Regions from separate parts of the Mus musculus genome. Here region 1 is linked to region 2. A link is a contact called in public promoter capture Hi-C data. All regions are on one chromosome and are shown on one strand. Each heading gives the region's core, a stretch centred on a gene start, on an enhancer-like site or on the middle of the called end of the contact. The rest is flanking DNA. Distances are from core to core; before and after follow the strand shown.

Region 1 (3,192 bases), core at 640-3,139, 800 kb before region 2:
TGTTCCCCCGCCCGCCAAGCCACAGCTTCGGGCAGCTAACGAACGCCAGCAGCCTAGGGGACTAGGGGCTCGAGGGCTTGTCTAGAAGGCTGGGGGTCTGGATAGATCATACCCATGACCGTGCAAGTGCCCCTCCGGTCACTCACTAGCCCTGTCCTTCTAAAGGGAATCATGTTTAAGAAACTGTCCCGAGGGACCAGGAGGCCGCTGACAGCTGAAAGCTGAGGGCTACCCGGCCTGAGTCTGCCTGGAGGAGTGTAGGGGTCCTAAGGCATGCTCGCATCACCTTGCACTTTCGACAATAAATAGGCCCCAGAGACCCTGTCGCGTTGAGATTGAAACAGCGAGGGGCAAGGCTGCAGGCTTGAATCCCATCTCCACCACATCTTACTTTCGTGACTTGGGGGCAAATCTCTTTTAAGTTCGCAGAGCCTCTGTTCTCCATCTGTAAAACGAGGATAATGGTGGGCTTTATATCTAGATTGATGTAAAGATCAAATGTGACCATACATACAAAGCATCCAACGCAGTTTGTCTTAGCTCCCTCCTCCTTGGTGATGGATGTCATGCTGACCCGGGTTAGTATTTGGAAAGTCCTCTCTGGCAGCGTCCCGCCCACCCCCACTTCTACCATTGGTTATTCTGGCATCTCAGTTTTAGGTAGGGATAATCAGGGAATCAAATGGACAGTGGGAGGTCGGCGGTGGGAGTGTGAACTGGGAGGAGTCTTGCAGGCAAAAAGAATGAGTCTGGAGTGTTGTTGTTTATCGTGGCCAGAGGCCTCAGAAAGACACAGCCCTCCTCCTCGGATAAAGGAGGGTGAAGGAGGAACACAGCTTGAGCTGGGACTCACAGAATATGACAAATATGTTGATGGAAGCAGACACATTTCAGTTTATGCAACCTAAACATTTTCCTGCACTAGAAGAACGTGATGGGGTAAGAGTTAGGGGGGTCCCCTAAGGGGCTAGGAGAGATCAACCCCCCTCTTTCTGGGGAGTGCTAGAAAACGCAGAACCACCTAGGACTGGTTAACACTAAGAGATGACATGGGAGGGGTACTTCATTTTCTCAGGGTCCGTATTTCCCACTTGTCTAGCTAGTAGCTCAGATCAGAAAAGGCCTCATGGAAGAGGCCACAGGTAGAGGCAGCCTAGAAGATATCCCCTGGGGCAGTGGAAAAGAAGGGGCTGAAGACGCTGCCACCTGGGAGAGAATGCCCCTGAAGTAGTTAGAATCAGATAAAAAGTCAGGCTGCTATTAGAATTCAGAGATTCCCTCTGGGCACCCTAAAAGCAAAGGATCCAGACGGGTTATCTGGATGCTAGGCCTGGGTGCCTATGGAACGCCCCTCCCCAGTATTCCTTCCAGGCTTTAGCCCTCATCCTCTTTCTTGTTCTACTCTCTTGTTCCTCACTCTGTAACCCTCCACCCCCTGCAACATCTCTTTGTCCCCTGCAGACAGGGGGCAATGTTGCATCCTTCGACCTCCTGCAGGTGGTGGTCCTTTGCCCCTCTGTCACGATTTTCCTCGGAACTGACCCACGGAACATCTATCTCAATGCCACGCTGAGCTCTCTGCCTCTCCTTGTGGCTCCTCCTTCCGCTTGCCCTTTGGTCCTACTCATTCCTGACTCTAGCCCCTTCCCCATTCTGAGCCTCAATCTCCAGCTCCCTCCGTGATGCCCACCACTCTCATAGCCCCGCCCCTCCCTGCCCCTCCCACCTTGAGGCTTCCGCGGCCCAATTAGGCGCCTGCCCCGCCCGCAGCCCCACCCCTCGCCCTCTCCGAGCCCCGCGGAGCGGGTGGGCGGGGCCCAACGGAGGAGGCAGTGGCCCCAGCCAGGGAAGGCGGGAGGAGCTAGGCGCTAGGCGGGAGGCCGCGTTCAGTCGGGCAGCGCAGCGGGAGGGAAGCACGAGGCCGGAGCCGGCTGCTGGGCTCCGCAGCGCAAGCAGCGCAGCGCGGCGCCCGGGCCCCGGCCCCATGCCCGCAGCCCCGCCGGACCGCCCTTGAGCGCGGGCGTCGCGCCCGCGCCCCTTACCCGCCGGCATCATTGCCCCGACGGCGCGGCCGGGTGGCCCGGCTCTCCCAAGGCTCCGCGCCGGCCGGAAGACCCTGCTGGCTGCCGCCGCGGGCGTGGTGATGCTGCTCGTGCTGGTGGTGCTCATCCCGGTGCTGGTGAGCTCCGGCGGCCCGGACGGCCACTATGAGATGCTGGGCACCTGCCGCATGGTGTGCGACCCCTATCCCGCGCGGGGCCCCGGCGCCGGCGCGCGGTCCGACGGCGGCGACGCTCTGAGCGAGCAGAGCGGTGCGCCTCCGCCCTCCACGCTGGTGCAGGGCCCCCAGGGGAAGCCGGGCCGCACGGGCAAGCCGGGCCCTCCGGGGCCTCCAGGAGACCGGGGCCCTCCAGGTCCTGTGGGGCCGCCTGGGGAGAAGGGTGAACCAGGCAAGCCTGGTCCTCCTGGCCTGCCGGGTTCGGGAGGCAGCGGCGCCATCAGCACGGCCACCTATACCACGGTGCCACGCGTGGCCTTCTACGCCGGCCTCAAGAACCCTCATGAGGGTTACGAGGTGCTCAAGTTTGACGACGTGGTCACCAACCTAGGCAACAACTACGATGCGGCCAGCGGCAAGTTTACATGCAACATTCCTGGCACCTACTTTTTCACCTACCACGTCCTCATGCGCGGCGGCGACGGCACCAGTATGTGGGCAGACCTCTGCAAGAACGGCCAGGTGGGCCATGAGGGGGCGTGGGGCTGACCTGGGGGCAGGGCTCCCAGGGAGCCCCCAGGAGAATGCGTATTGGATCAGAGTCGACAGGCACACCGGGCAGGCGTAGGTGGAGACCCTAAAGCGGCCCCCTTAACTATCATGTGAAGAATGGTTGTAATTAGCGGGCACCCCTGAGTCTTCAACCCTTGGGCTTGAGCTCTTAAGGGAGAGGCTACAGGGCACCCGCGGAGTGGAAATGCGTAAAGATAAATCCAACTAGTCAGATCACAGGGCTCTAGGGCGCACGAACTGGTCCGTAGGGGTTTGGCCCGTGGGAGACTGATTCAGGCTGATTTCTCTTGAGAGCTAAGATTCAAGCTGACGCCGACTGGCTTTAAGGGAACAGCAAGGATGCTCTAGGGCAAGGATAAGGAGAAGCAGTCTCCGCGCCGGAGGGCGCTAAGACGAGTGGC
Region 2 (3,201 bases), core at 194-2,693:
GCCGTTTCCCCAATGGGGCACAGGATGGGGATGCTGTTGGATTCCAGACACCACTGCAACAGGTCTGTCTCCACCGCGACGATGCCACCGTAGCTGTGGGCCAGATGTGGTGCTTGAGCGGGACCAGGGCAGGGCCAGCAGAGTGGTCCGCCCTCTCTGAGGATGCCGGGGCAGGTTGGGTTGACACTAACCTGGCATGGGGAGCTGGCTCCGCAGCGCTCAGTACTGATCCGCCGCCAAAAAAGGGCACAGCAGTAGCCGCGTTGTGCCTTAGTTCATCCACCAGCACCTTGCAGCTCTGAGCAAGCTGCGCCTTAGCTTCCCAGAAGGAAAGACAGCCAGAAGGTGCCGTGGGGGTAGGCAGCCCCAGAACCACCAGTGGCTTCATGTCCATGCGTTGCAAGAAGGCCAGGGCGAAAGCCAGGCGGGATACCGCCTGCGGGCACCGGATCACCTCCTCATCGACCTGTACAGAAGTGGACGTTCAGGGACGCGACACTGACTCTAAGCCGCCTGTTCCTAATCGGGCTTTAGGACCCTCAGTGACCACATTCTACTTAGGAGCCATTGGGCCCCACTTTTGGCCGACTGCTCCGCCCTTTGCCCGTTGGGTCTTAGCCACCCCCTTATCTAGCACTAATGTTCCTCCCTCAGCTCCTCCCAGCGGCCTTGGACTCTGGGACACCTTGGGGGGAGGGGTAGTGCGACAGCTCAGCCGACTGAACCCCTAACTGCTTCCACGGTGAGAGGCCTTTGTCAGACATCACTTCTGGAGGCCCGGGCTTCCCAGCCTTCTCCTTAGCGCCAAGGGCGGTTTTCGTAGCCTTATGGCTTTCTCCATCCCCAGCACTAACTCAACGCCTCTGCTCTCCAGATTCACAGTTAGGCATGCTGAGACCTACGACGTACTATTGAACAGTCACCATCTCATGACAGTGACACGACGACACCGGGATCGGCTTACCTCCATGACGGCGAAGGGCTTGTCCACCGAATGGTAGCAGGTCTGGAATTGCGTGAGCCAGTGGCGTGCTTCCCCCGGGCTGGCACCACACTGGTTCAGGAAGGCCTGGATGTCCCGCTGCACCAGTGATCTGCCGGCGGGAGGCGCAGGGGATTCGAGGGGCGTTGGAAGCGGTGTCCACGACGGCTCCTCGACCGCAGGAGACTGGACACGACCCTTAGCGCCCTCGGCGTCCTCTGCGTGAGCCCTGGCGGTGCTGAGCCGGCGTCCCGGGCTGGCGCTCTTTGCCCCGCGCCGCCGCGCGCTGCCACTCAGTCTCCGTGAGCCCCCAGGACCTCCCGGGCTGCGCAACCTTCTGGCCGCTGCAGCAGACCGCAGGGCTGTGGCCACCCACGCCGTCGCCATGACGACAACCAAACCCACTCGTCCCCCCCACCCACAGGTGACGGTCGCTCTGGAGCGCACAGCACTAGGGGTTCTTAACTTGCCGCTGATCTGGGCTGGATCAGACTCGGGGCGGGATGGGATAGGAGGCCCGGAGTGGCTTCTGGGTGCGTTTGAGGTGTGGCAAGTCACAGACCAGAGGGTGGCGCCTCTAGACTTCTCCGCCCCTTGTGTATGGGGGTACGGAACCGTTAGTGAGGGTCACGAAGGTCAGATTTAGAGTGGTGGAGCTCTTTGATCTGCTACCAAAATGCTGGATTTAGAAAGCGCTCAGATGTCCTAGGTGTGCGTGCGAATTTGCAGGGTCATGCAAGTGATTTGAGTTGGAAGGAGTCTGGGAAAGTTGAACACAGGGGGTGTGGTCCTCACTGCAGCATATGGATACAAAGTCCTGTTGTCAAGCAGGACTTGGTGTGACATATTTGTACTCTCAGTTCCTTGGAGGTCCGGGCAGGAGGAGAACATAGGCTACATAGCGGGGGAGCCTTGTCTCAAAAGATAAAACCCAGAACTCCTGAGGCAGAGGCAGGCCTGTATCCACGAGTTCAAGGTCAGTCTGGTCTACTTTGAGAGTTCCAGGACAGCCAAGGGGCTACATATTATAGAGAGATGATCCCACTTCAAAAAACAAGAAACACAACAACAACAACAATAAACCTAAAAAAATAGACAAAAACACAAAACAAAACAAAATGAACGGGGGGGGGGGCGGTGATGGCCACATTTGGGAATGTCCTCCACATGGAGGAATCAGAAGGATCAGGCTCAAGGTCATCCTTGACTTTATAAGCAATTCAAGGCCAGCCTAAGCTAAGGAACCCTGCTCTTTTTCTTTTAAGGAACAGGGTTTCTCTGTGTAGCCCTGGCTGTCTTAGAACTCACTCTGTAGACTGGGCTGGCCTTGAACTCAGAGATCTGCCTGCCTTTGCCTCCAAGTGCTGAGATTGAAGGCATGCGCCACCACTGCCTGGCCTAAACCCTGTCTTAAGAAAATCTCATTTGGGCTGGTGAGATGGCTCAGCGGGTAAGAGTACTGACTGCTCTCCCGAAGGTCCTGAGTTCAAATCCCAGCAACCACATGGTAGCTCACAACCACCCATAGTGAGATCTGATGCCATCATTCTGGTGTGTCTAAATACAGCTGCAGTGTACTTATTTATAATAATAAATAAATCTTTGGGCCAGAGTGAGTCAGGGACTGAGCAAGCAGAGTTGACCGGAGCCATCTAAATTCAATTCCCAACAACTACATGAAGGCTCACAACCATCTGTACAGCTACAGTATGTAGATGTTTATATACATAAAATAAATAAATAAATCTTTTAAAAAGAAGAAGAAGAAGAAAAGAAAATCTTGTCTGAGTTCATGATCAGGTCAGTCAGGGTTTGTCACCTGCAGAACACTGGAGCCACCCTGAGGAAGCACTGTCACAGCCTCAAATGCTCCTCTGTTCCTGTTAATGCTTTAGGCTGTTTAAAGCTAAAATCTATGCCTATGAGGCTTGTGATTGAAGGCTTCTGTTACTTGCCAGAGACAGAAAAAAAAAATGCTTAAGAATAAGAAGAGAACAAAAACAAACCTATTACATTCCAGATGGAGGATACTAGGTGACATGTCCCAGATAGAATGCTGGGCTCTGTGAAACCCCTTTCCGTCATCCTCAAGGTGACCCCAGGGGAGGTGTTGTACCAATCACCCCATTTGCAGCCCAGGATCTTGAGACCCAGAACTAGATAGGAGCAGAGGATCCTTGGTTCATCAGCAGGGATGCTCAGGGCGGCGTGTGCCTGTG

Evidence for each region. Capture Hi-C pulls out chosen DNA fragments and counts their contacts.
Region 1: a contact with region 2 is called in a promoter capture Hi-C map of pancreatic islet. The contact joins the promoter of C1ql1 here to the promoter of Nags in region 2. A contact is called at or near these places in 1 of 39 promoter capture datasets (embryonic stem cells) and 1 of 9 other capture datasets (pancreatic islet).

Annotation. Positions count from the first base shown.
Region 1 is chr11:102,945,413-102,948,604 of GRCm38.p6, reverse strand. It overlaps C1ql1 (complement component 1, q subcomponent-like 1), which reads left to right and starts at 1,889. Exons shown (of 2, transcript NM_011795.3): 1 at 1,889-2,740. The coding sequence starts at 2,144.
Region 2 is chr11:102,143,755-102,146,955 of GRCm38.p6, reverse strand. It overlaps Nags (N-acetylglutamate synthase), which reads right to left and starts at 1,443. Exons shown (of 7, transcript NM_145829.2): 1 at 965-1,443; 2 at 192-466; 3 at 1-93. The coding sequence starts at 1,369. Gm11586 (a long non-coding RNA gene) reads left to right here and starts at 649. Exons shown (of 3, transcript XR_880227.3): 1 at 649-742; 2 at 875-1,406.